Linked DNA regions of Sus scrofa: region 2 is linked to region 1. Evidence: chromatin contacts called from public Hi-C data. All regions are on one chromosome and are shown on one strand. The core of a region is the stretch at or near the end of the contact, and the rest is flanking DNA. Distances in the headings are between cores, read along the strand shown. Region 1 holds the start of SNAI2 (zinc finger protein SNAI2). Region 2 has its middle 79 kb from the start of EFCAB1.

Region 1 (6,135 bases), core at 335-2,834:
GACTTTTGAGTCGTCAGGAAGTGGCTATAAATGACCATCCATCATTAAAAGCACTGTGTCACCACTTAAGGCAAATCCGACAGTCAGCCCAGGGCTTCCTCCTGTCGGCTGGTGACGGCCTGCCTGCCTTCCCTCTTACCAGTGTGCGTTCTGATGTGTCCTTGAAGCAGCCAGGGTCTGGAGAAGGCCTTGCCACAGATCTTGCAGACACAAGGTAGGGTGTGGGTCCGAATGTGCATCTTCAGGGCGCCCAGGCTCACGTACTCCTTGTCGCAGTACTTACAGCTGAAGGACTTCCTAGACTGGGCGTCACAGTGCAGCTGCTTGTGCTTGCCCAGCCCTGAGAAGGTCGAATAGGTTTTACTGCATAAATTGCACTGAAACTTCTCGGCTTCGATGGCGTGGGGGTCGGAAAGCTTGGACTGGAGTCTTTCCTCTTCGTCGCTAACGGGACTTTCGGAGCCGCTGTGGTCCTTGGATGAGGTGTCGGATGGAGGAGGGGGGCTCACACGCCCCAAGGGTGGGGGGTATCCGGACAGGGGGGAGAGGCCGTTGGGCAGCGGGGCGTGGAACGGAGCCGCGCTGGTCCACACCGCAATGGGGCTGTAGGCTCGCGAGCTGAGGATCTCCGGTTGTGGAATGACAGGCATTGGGTAACTCTCATAGAGGTACGGGGAAACGATCACTGGGGAAGACAAGAGGGGAAGGAAGAGTGAGGCGGAGAGAAACCTATGAAAACCCACCACGAAGCTGCTTGGCAACGCAAACGGACGAGAGGACGCGCGCAGGAGGAACTCGCAGGCGTTGGTAGGACATTTCTTCCCACCCTTGCTACTCGCGCGGTCACTGTACTTGGGGCGCACACGGAGCGTCGCGGGGCTGCAGCGGCTCGGCGGTCAGCGAGCGCAGCCCAGCCCCGCCCAGCTAGGGCCTCCGCGGTCCCCAGCGAGGGGAAAGCCTATCCACTACCTCGAAAGCTGCAGAGAAGTTCCCTTCCATTTTACGCGTGGGCTGTTTGCAGGGTTTATGACTGTGAGTACAAAGACAGGCGTAAATCCAGCTGCTTTCTAAAGGAAAGGAGCCTTATGACATGAAAAAAAAAGCAGTAATTCAACATTTACGCGTGGCCTTACTCATCCTCCGCGTACTCATTATGCAAGTATGCACACGCTTCAGAAAGTGACGTTGCAAGAGCCGAATGGAGTTTTCCTGGCCAGTGAAAAGTTTGAATTAAAACTTAGCCCAGATGATCAAAGGAACGGCCGCTCTTTCAGGAGGGACGCTGTTTAGAGGAAAACAGCTCCGCCTCTAACTTTTGTAGAAGTTGAGCTGCAGCTCACACTGCTATTTACCTCTTGATAGACAGACTGAGTTGCAATATAGAGCCCCCCTTTTACCTGTGTGTGTGTCCAGCTCGCTGTAGTTGGGCTTCTTGGAGGCGTTGAAATGCTTCTTGACCAGGAAGGAGCGCGGCATCCTGCCGGCTGCGCGGGGCGCCGGGCGCGGGGCGCGGGGCGCGCAGTCCTACAGCATCGCGGCCCCGGCAGGTGCGCGCGCGGCGCCGCCAGGTCGCAGGCTCTTCGCGGACTGAGCCCGCGGTGGCGGGGAGGCCTTTTTTTCCTGCCTTTTGCAAGAAGGGTCCAATCACAGCCGAGAGGTTCGGATTTCAGCTCCTCCCTCTGGGACAGCTGTGAACAGAGGAAGAATCTGTTGTCAGACTAAATTATTTTGGTTCAAAATGGGCTGTTCTCCGGCTTTCAGTGGAGAGGAAAAAAGTGCTTAAGTATTTTCAAGAAGAGGTAATTTTCCTTCTTCAGCTCGTCGGCCCTTCGCGCTCTCGGCGAGCTGGATCCGGCTGAACCTGGCCTGGCTTCCAGCTGTGGGCTCTGGCGCTTGCTGGGAAAGGCAGGGGGCCCGCGGGTCCCAGGCCAGCCTCTGGGCTTTGGAGAGGTTCTGCTCGCTCAGGGACGGAACAGTTCACTCCCGGCTTTTGACAAGAAAGGTAGCGGCAAAGACAAAGCCCCAGTGAGTGAGGGGCGGGCCCGCAGGGGACTCCCCGCGGCTAGCGAACCACCCGCCTCTCGCTGGGGACGCGCTTCGAGTCCAGGAGGCCCGGGGCAGAGCCAGAGGCGGCGCCTGGGGAAATGAAGCAGGCGTGTCACCACATTAGCCGTGAGGCTTGAAAGAAGCGCTTTGTAGCCCCCGAAAGACCGGCTGCCTGCGAGACCGGGCACCGTACGGATGAAAGCGAAGGATGGGTTAATGTCCTTTGGAACGGGAAGGGTTCCCCACAAAGGCATTTGCATCTTTTCAGGCATCGCCATGTAATTTTATGGAAAAAAAGTGTGAAGGGGCCTTGAGAGACAATTATTTCAAAAATGTATATGCTTTTAGACCATGCTCTTTTCTTGGGTATAACGTCGTCAAAATTCATGTGTTTCTGCCCCTCCCCTGCATTGTGTTTTTAAAGAAAGGGTGCCATCCTGAGCACTGCTTGGTTAAACTTTTAAGCTAGTCTAGCAATCAGCAAAAATACTTTGGTTGTGTGTATGGTATTTAATCTAAAAATACCCTAAAGTGGCTCATTTGAAAAGTGAAATTATATCCATATTTACAAGCACTTCCGTCCCTTCTAGATTATTCTCCCTACCTTTGGCTTAAAGACTAAGGAAAGAACACATTTGCAATCAGACCACGCTACCCTTGATTGGAACAGGTGCTGGGAGGAAAAAGGTGAAAAATAACAGTGTGAAGTCAAGACTTGTAAGAGGAAGGTGCATGTCAGGCTGCATAACTTCTTAATCTTGGGGGGAGGCCGGAGTGTGCAGGGGAGGGCGGGGCTCAGGCTGCCTGAGCTAATTTCAGAGATCCCCTTTCTTTTTTTTTCCTCCCAACTAGTTCAAACGCCAGGGAAAGGAATTTAGAGGGATCTTCATGTTAAAAGGAAAATATGAATATGCATCAGATCTCCCACACACCGGAGGCTGGCTCAGAACAAGCTCCCTCGGATCGGATCAGATTGGCCCTGGTTTGGGGGGCAGGAGCCCTCCTCCCCCCACTCGGCTTCCTGAAAAAGAGTTTGCATCTTGCCCAGAGCTCCTGCTTTTCCCTCCCGGCTCAGCTCCACGCAGAGTCAGCTCACAGCGGGGAGGCCAGAGAGCATCTGATACTTGTTCCTTGGCCACTAACCTACCAAGTGTGTATTCCAACAGCCCACTTAAAAGCTGAACAGAAATGCTCTAGGAAACCCTTGAACGCAGATGACAGAGCCTGTCAGGGGGGTCAGCACACAGACTCCAGTCAGAGTTGGGATGTGTTCTCCGCCTACCAGGCGGGTGCAGGGTGTCGGAGGCTATCTGGGGCATGTCTTCACATAGGTCTGCCTGCACCCGGAGCCCAGGAGGGCTGCAAGGGGGGTGGGGGTGGGCGGGGGAGGGGGAGTCAGGGCCCAGGTGCTCAGCTGGGAGCTGTGGAGCGTGAGGATGGAGAAGGCCCTCAGGTCCACACCCCAGGGCCTACAGAGGCCCAGTGGGGGGGTGAAGGTGCTGCGCCGTCCCCACCCCCCGCCCCCGAGCCAGAGGGGCCATGTGTGGGCATAGCCCTAGATGAAATGTTTTCTGTGAGAAACCAGTCTTGGGTGGACATCTTGGGCCGCCCAGAATAGTGAGGAGATGGCAGGTGCTTGTCCTGAGAGGGAACCGGGGTGCTGGGGTGCAGAGAAAGCCCCCCAAGGGAGGCCCAGAAGTGGGGGGTCCAGCAGTGAGGGGAAGAAAATCCAGGCTCCCACCTTGACTCCCCCAGGGCCTTGGTCCTGGGAGGAAGCAGGGCCTTCAAAGGATGCCTCCCCACGGTTCCGCCCCCAGGGGTCCCTCACCCCACCTGGGGTCTGAGGGGTCTGACATGTTAGAAGCCCACGTGACCTAATTCCCTAATTGTCCTGAACTTTACTAGGAGGGGACCTGATGTGACTTACCCCACAGCCTCTCCTTTCCTGTTTTCTGAGGAAGCTGACAAAGACGATTTGTAGAAATCCTTGTAAATGAAAGGGCTGTGACCTCGTGGGCGGGCCAGCCCCTCCCCACAGGCTCCCGGTGCTGGTGGGGTTTCTCAGGGACCCAGGCTTTTCCATGAAAGACATATTCTTGCGTTGCCAAATGGGGGAGTAAACTAGATTCATGAGGTTGGGAACGCACCCCAGGCTTATTTGCTTTGCAGGGAGAGCTTCATCCACGTGGAGCCATGGTCTGTGAAGGCAGTGCCTTCCCCACTAGAGAAGGAGTGAGCAGACCAGGCAACCTCGGCCTGGGGAGGGTCACCCCCCCACCCCCCAAGATGCAGTCTTGGAATGTCCCTGGTTTGACTGGAATGTCGCTGGTTTGACTGGGGTATCCACAGCGCGTTATACTGCGTAACATATAGTGCGTAACACAGCGGCTGTTATATGTAACTTTGAGTCTGAATGAGAGGTGTGAGGTCCCTTGTGGTTGCATTTTCATTCCTAATTCCTCATTGAACTCAGCTTCAGATAAAGTCATTTAACCTCTGGAAGAGAAATAACTGTTTCCCTTGAGTACCAGAATTAGGTTCCGTACTCTTCCCTGCTTTCCTTAGAGGGTCTTTGGGACAAGTCAGTATAAGTGGGGGAAGTAATCAGAGTGAGTGTAGCCTTCTGCTGACACAGACTCCGCTTCACCACAGAGGGGGTCCCTTTCCTGAGTGGATGTGGATGAAACTCATGGACGTGACAACACACGGCAATGTGTCTGCCCAGCGAGTTCAGCTGGAGCATGTGCAATCCTGTGTGCCTATGTGTGTACATCGCTGCATGTGTGCTTGTGTGCCTGTGTGTACGCATAGCTGCATATGTGCTTGTGTGCCCGTGCTTGTGTGCCCGTGCGTGTGCCTGTGTGTGTGCCTGTAAGTGAGAGGGACTTGGTGGAGGAACTGCCAGAGGAAGGCGGTCAGGATGTCCTGGGCTGTGTGCTGGTGCTCTTGCTTCCTGGGGGTCACGGGACTGCTCTGGCCAGGCTCAGGCTGCGGGTTTTGCGTGTGGGTCCAGCTCCAGCGCTGTTGGGTCCGTAAGCACCATACCTGGGCACAGGTAACACCACTTGGCACAGAACCTTGCTAAGGTGGGAGCAGTTTTACTGAGGTGTATTGCGTGTGAGCCACTTGCACTTGGGGCTGGTTTCGGTTTCGAATCCCCTTCCCCTCTGGGGCTGTCCGGTTACTGCTGTGTCACCCAAAGTAAGAGACTCCTGGTCCTGGTGTTCGTCTGTCAGGGGTTGGCCACTGGCTGAGCAGGCCGCGCAGAGGGCGGAGCTGCGGTACAGCGGGTGCGGGGGGACGCCTAGCGGTGGCGGTGGGGAGGTGCCCCGACCTTCCTCAGTCCCTTTTCCGGACCAGGCCGCCCCCTGCTGGAAGGCGGGCGCTTTGTCTGCAAACTGGGGCCTCGATTTGATTTCATCCTGTAAACTACGAGCGTTATTTAAATCTTGACGTTTGAATCTGTTCTTAACTCACCGTGACTTCTCTGTGTTTGCAGACACGCAGGTGACATTTGCAAACACGCTGTGTCCGCTGCCAGGCGTGATCAGGTGCTCGTGCTCATCGTCTGTGCCCTGTGAAGACAGCCTCCTACTGCGGCCAAATGGGCGCACGAGGCAGAGTTTTAAGGGCGGGAACAGGGCGTCTACCACCGCCCGTGCCCCAAGCTAGACCCCGAGAGCATGCAGCGGGGTGAGGGGTGGGGGACAGGCAGGCCTCGTTCGATAAGGTCTGGCCATGTCACTGGGAGCTCCATGGGTACGAGTCACTTCACTCCCTCAACAGTAGCCCCCCCGCCCCGTGCAGGGGCAGGTGAGGAAATGGAATCGCCAGGGTGCCGTCACAGGGCTAGTGAGGGGCACAGGGGCGCGAGGCCCCAGTCTGCTTCAGTCCAAACCCTACTCAGCCCTCCTCTCTCCGTAACTGAATTTTCCCTTAAGGGCTGAGTTAGTGGCTTGTGAACCCAGGGTGTGGCCTGTCGAAAAGGGCTTTCCCACCTTCCCGCGGTGGGCCCTGCTCGCGTAGTCCCCACTGCCTCCTGTGTCCCTTTTGCCAAGTAACACTGGGTCATGGTTGCTTGATTCACAG
Region 2 (5,843 bases), core at 970-3,469, 190 kb before region 1:
GGCAGACTGAAGGAGCCCTAGGGGCCTCACCCAGATCCATCTCACCCTGCCACGGTTCATGTTCTCAGAGCCTTGAATCTGGCAAAAAGCAGAAAGACAAAGAGATTTCAATTGGAACAACCATAAAATTAAAAACAGTTCTCAGCAAGCATGGCCACAGTCTGCCTGAAGCAGATGGCTGGTAGGTAGGGGCTTGTGACGGAAAGAAACCCGTCCCTGTCTTCATTTTGTTAGGCCTGTGCAGCGGCCTGCAATCAGAAATAAAAGGGCAGCTGGGTTCTGCTCCAAAGCGCCGCCTGCCCTCTGGCCCAGCAGAAGACCTGCAAGCGCAGCATGGGGTGCTGTTTGGGCCCCTGCAGGGTCCCTCCTGGCCACGCTGAGAATTTGCTGGTTTGCAGGTCGCCCTGGTGAGCAGGCTGCCTCTGTCCTGCTTCCTGGTTCATGCAATTCCCGGAACGCCACAAAAGCACATCTAGTTTCTTTAATTTTTTTTTTCCCAGGGCATTGTATTCTTTTATTCCTTCTGCTCCCCCTCTTTCTCTTTCTCTTGTTTTTACAATCTCCCTGTAATGACTAATTGGCAGTGTTTCCCGACTTTTTTATGTTTCTCTTGCTCTGGTTACAAGTCGTACTAACCCAGCAATATCCACAGGGACCAATAGACAGCCAACATTCCCAATGATATACAGCGCGCCCCCTTCTTTAAAGTGCAGCGCATTTACAAGGAAATGCACACGGCCCAGGGCCCACTCCCTGGGCGCTGGCGCTGCGCTCGCGTCTGGGGGCGCGCCCGCGGTCCCTGCTCTGCGCCCCCTCCCGTGAGGCCTCTCCTGGCGCCCACACCGTCCCTCCTCCGCGCGCCCCCTCCCCACGAGACCCCCTCGTGCGCCCCCGCCATCCCGCCTCCGCGCGCCCGCGGTCCCGCCTCCGCGCGCCGCCGCCTCCGTGCGCCCGCGGGGCCGCCTCGGTGCCCGTTTACTGCGCGCGGCAGCCACTCTGGAGCCGCCGCACATCTGGATGGAGTCAGGCCCAGCGCCCGGGCCGGCGCCCAGCCAGTCCCCACCCGCTGGATTTCCTGATGTAAACAGAGCAAGAACACAGCAACTCTGCTGAATGTGTCATGCAGCGCTCTTTATCTGCTTGAGGTCAAAAACGGCGACTTAGAAAAACAGAAGCGTTGCTTTGAATTTAAACAGCTAAGAGCCATAGAGGGGACGGGGCTGCGGGGCCGGGTGGGGCGGGGAGGGGGGAGCGCCTCCAAACTCACCTCCGGCTTTTGTGCCTGCTTGTTCCACTAGGTACTATTTGGGGGTAATTGGTAATTGAGAGGCTAATTTCATTATCTGCAGCCAAATGGGGAACAAGATGCAGTTTCTGTTAGTGGTGCTGGAGGCATGTGAGAGTTTCCCGTGCTGTGGGCCCGACTTTGCCGCGCCCCCCGCCCCCCGCCAGCCCGCCGCTCTGAGGAAACTGCCTTAAGACGCCGATTTCCCCAGAGGGAAGCCCGCTGCCCGGTTTCTGAGAGAACTGCATTGCTCTCTGCCACCGGGTGCCAGCCGGGAAAGCATTTCCTTCCCAGGTTCCCAGCAGGGCTCAGTGCCTGGGGCCGAGGGAGCCTGCGCACTGGGCACCCCCGTTCCCGTTCCCGCTGTCCGCGGGGGGGGGGGGGTGGGTGAAGGACGACGCGCTCCCTCCCCCGCTGTCCGCAGGGGGCTCTTGGCTCTCGCTCCCCAGCTGTGTGGGTTTCTTCTCCCCTTCTCTGGCTCTGGATGAGAGCTTAATGATTTGGGGTTCCGAACATTCATTAACTAGAAACCAACCGACTCTAAACCGTGACAATGTCATTTTGAAATAGATGGTAAGGAGGGAAAATACAAAATGATGGCAGAGTTTGTGTTGTCATCACCAATAATTAAAATGAAATGTAGATGGTTTCCACTTCAGTCACAAACCATTTACGCTGCGCGTCTAGAAGATCCTGGCAGGGCTTCCCTGGCCCCGAAGCAGCGGCTCCTTCAGCAAAAGTCTTTAAATGGAAACGAGGAGGAGCAGTGCCTCCGTGTCTGAGGGCAGTGCTGGCGAGGGCGGATGTGAGAGGCTGGGGAGGCTGGGGGCTGTCCGGGTAAGATTTCCGCAGAGCGGCTTCATGGGGCGGTTTGTCCAAACGTTTGAGGTCATGGGCCCAGACGGTGGCTGGACGTCAGGGCGCTGGAATGCTGCAGGAGCCTGGGCGCATCCCTGCTCTGTGAAAAGGCTCCCAGGGCACTCCTCTTCCTCCCACAGGCTGGGATTTGATGAACTGGCCAGAAACTGGGCCAAGACTTGCGGAGACAACCAAGGTCCAATTTGGCAAGTGGGCTGGTTGCTCTGCCTGGCATTTGATGATGAGATGGGGCCAGAACCCAGCGTCAAAATGAGGTTGGCCTTCGCCCCAGAGGCTGGGGTGGGGCTTGCTGCACCCCTGTGCGCTCTGCACGTGGAAATGCCCAGAGTAGGCGTGTCCAGTGACTTCTGTGATCACGTGGTGCCCTGCGTGGCAGAAGTCGTCTGAGGAGCCCAGGGGCTTGCTCAGTCTAAAGTGATTGCTCTTCCCTTTCCACAGCATTGGATTTTCACACAAGTCCTGTGGGAACAGGCGACAAGTTCCAGAAGAAGAGACTAGCACAGTCCTTTGGCCACATACCCACTCCAGGGGGCATGACAACCCTTCTCCAGGCTGGTGATGCTAAGTTAAGTCACGTGCCCGAGGTCAGCGCCTGTTAGGCAGTCACTGCAGGAAGACCTGGAGAGGCTTTGTCCTGCCATCTGAGTTGTGTTTCTATCCCTTTACCTCCCATCTATCACAGACTCAAGCATTTGGGAAGATATTTTGACCTTCTGTCTTGAATCTGAAGAGATTTCTGCAAAATTCCAAACATTTAGCTTGTGTTCGTTTTCTAGGAGGACCCTGATTTCAACACTTTATTCATCGTCAAGGCCCCGTCGTCAGATCATGGGTCCCAGTTGATTCTCACTGTGAGCGTAGCCTTGTCTGTGTGACCAGCGCGAGGGCCTCATGGAATCGTGCCAGTGTCACCCTCCTGCTGTGTGCCAGGGCCAGCAGGAGCCTTTGCGTGGCGGGGGTGTGTGCATGTCTGTCGGGTTTGTGTGTGTGTCTGTCGGGGCCACTTAGCACTGGCCCCCTCGCAGCCGCAGCCTTTTTCTCTAGCTGAGATTCTTACTGGGATGGTTGCAGATGCGTAGGTGGACAGCCGTGCACTCTTTACTCAGTGGCGACACTTTCCCCAGTGTTAACATTTTGCCAGAGTACAGTCGGGTGCTCAGTGAGGAGCTCAGTGTGGACTCCACACCCTCAGCTTGCTCCAGGGACCTGAGCTCGGTGGGTTTGCTTGTTCTGTTCGTAGTTCATCCCGTTGGTGGTTGCTGCGGACACCACTGCAGTCTGGACACTAACACAGTCCCATCAACACAGGGATCCTCCGGTTGCCTGTTATAGCCACCCTCCCCACACCCTCCCCGCTCCGGTCTCAGTCCTTGGCACCCACAAGCCTGTCCTGTTTCTAAAACTCTACCATATATATGATCCTTTCGGGACTGCTTTTTCCACTCAGCATCATTCTTGGAGATTGAGCCACGTCGGTGCCAATAGCACGTTCCCTCTTATTGCTGGACAGTGTTCCGAGGTGTGACCATACGGAGGGTTTTTATCCAGTCATCTGCTGAAGGACGTCGTGGCTGATTCCAGTCTCTGGCTTTTATAGATAAAGCTGCGGTGACATTTGTGTACAGATTTCTCTCTATTATTTTACTGTGTGTCTTCGTACAGTTTTTGTAGCGGTTGCTCTGACTGGTGTCAATATTTTACCATTTTCAGTAGTGGAAACCCCATTTTCATCTACTCCCCTTTTCCTCCCTTTTTAAATATCATTTTCTTGTGAATCATAACTTGTTAGGATTTCTGTTTTATTATCAAACATAGTTTCTAAAGCTTTTGAGGACGGTGCAGTCCGTTGTGTGTACCCATTTCTCCTCTTCACTGTTTTTCTTCCCTCTCCTTTCTTTTTTCGTTCATTTCCTTTCTGCTCGAAGCGCCTTCTTTAGCCAGTCCTCGAGGGTAGGTAGTTCTGTTAATGCCAAAGTATTTAGTGTTCCCTGATTTATTTTTATTTCTTCTCCATTCTTGAAGGCCAGTTTTGCTGGATACAGGAGTAGTGGTTGACAGTTCTCTTCTTTTTTTTTTTTTGTCTTTTTGCCATTTCTTGGGCTGCTCCTGTGGCATATGGAGGTTCCCAGGCTAGGGGTCTAATCAGAGCTGTAGCCACTGGCCTACACCAGAGCCAGAGCAATGTGGGATCTGAGCTGCGTCTGCAACCTACACCACAGCTCACAGCAATGCCGGATCCTTAACCCACTGAGCAAGGCCAGGGATCGAACCTGCAACCTCATGGTTCCTAGTCAGATTCGTTAACCACTGAGCCACAACAGGAACTCTGACAGTTCTCTTCTTTTAGCACTTTAAAGATATTATTTGAGGTTTGTTCAGGTTTTTGGACCTGGAGGCTGGTGTTTTTTAACAGATTGGAGACATTTTCAGTTGTTATTTCTTTAAATATTCTTTCAGCCGCCTTCTGCCATCCCTGTCTCCTCTGAGGATGATGTGAGGACGATGAGAAGACGATGATGATACAACACCAGGTCCTTAGTCTTGTGGGACCTTGAGGCTCTGTTTACTTTTTGTTTTTAAATCTGTTTTCTCTCTTTGTTCATTTGGAGTGAATTCTACTGCTCTGTCCTAAAGTTCAGTGATTTAGCTCTGCTTTACTGTTAGAATCCATCAAGCTGATTTTCATTTCTATTACCCTGTTTTTCAGCTGTATCATTTCCGTTTGATTCTTTCTTATAATCTTCTTTTGCTTTTCTGAGATTCAGTTTTTCCTTTGTTTCAAGAGAATTTGTAGTTGATGGTTGGCACATGTTTATGCCCCTGCTTTAAGGCTCTTGTTGGGTGAGCACTGCCCTGTTAGCATTGGCTGACTGCCTTTCTTCCCAGTTCCTGGTGTGACGGGCGGGTCTGGTATAGAGTCTTACACCTCTGTTGTGGGCTGAGGCTCCCGTGGCAGTTTAATTTTCAGGTTTGCGGGGTTGCTTCCAACAGCTTGGTTTTTCTGTTCTGTTGATCCTGCTGGTGCTGCCTGAGGAGTGCCTCCCTCCCAGGCACCTGCTGGGCATCCCCAATGGGTGATGGATGTGCCTGGCTCCCTGCACCTGCGCCCTGGCTGCCAGGTGTGTCTGAGGGGAGAGCTCCAGCCTTCTGTGACATGTGCTCCCTACTGGCCCTGCTGTGGTGGGTACCCCCCCGCTCCAGCCCTGCCCAGGTCAGTCTCAACAGGAAAGGGGCGTCTTAGCCTGGCAGGGGAGGGGAGCCCTGGCCCCTGTCTCTGCGGGGCTGCCGTGGGTGCCTGCCTGGTGTTGCTGGAGCTCGAGATCCCCTGGGTGTTGGGCTGGGGGAGGTAGGTAGGGAAGCACCATGCTTGTGTGGACGGGGTACCGAGGCCAGGAGCATCTGGCTGCCCGCCTCCCCACCCCCTGAGTCTCCCAGGGTCATCTGAGGACCATCCCAGGGCCACGTATGCACTGTGGCCTCCTGTCCCTCCCTGTGTTGGTTCTGGTCCCTCATCGGTAAGTCATCCTGTAACTGCTTGGGTCCATCATGGTTGCTGCATGGGGCTGGGAGTCTAGCTGGGGCCTGGAGTCTGTGCACCTGACCTTGGCCAGAACATTGTTCCCAGGGCTGGGATCCTCCGTGCCCACTCCTTAGCTGCGGCTGTGGTGCAGTTATCAAC

The links. Hi-C and Micro-C count contacts between places; a contact is called where the count stands out from the background.
Region 2: a Hi-C map of embryonic fibroblasts shows a contact between it and region 1, with 10 times the contacts expected there. A contact is called at or near these places in 14 of 47 Hi-C or Micro-C datasets (embryonic fibroblasts, epiblast stem cells, fetal heart ventricle and 8 more) and 1 of 2 datasets of targeted methods (skeletal muscle).

What each region holds. Positions count from the first base shown.
Region 1 is chr4:79,260,329-79,266,463 of Sscrofa11.1, reverse strand. It overlaps SNAI2 (zinc finger protein SNAI2), which reads right to left and starts at 1,584. Exons shown (of 3, transcript XM_005663090.3): 1 at 1,398-1,584; 2 at 140-685. The coding sequence starts at 1,476.
Region 2 is chr4:79,451,362-79,457,204 of Sscrofa11.1, reverse strand. No RefSeq gene overlaps it. Among named protein-coding and RNA genes, the nearest start is that of EFCAB1, 79 kb to the right of the region's middle.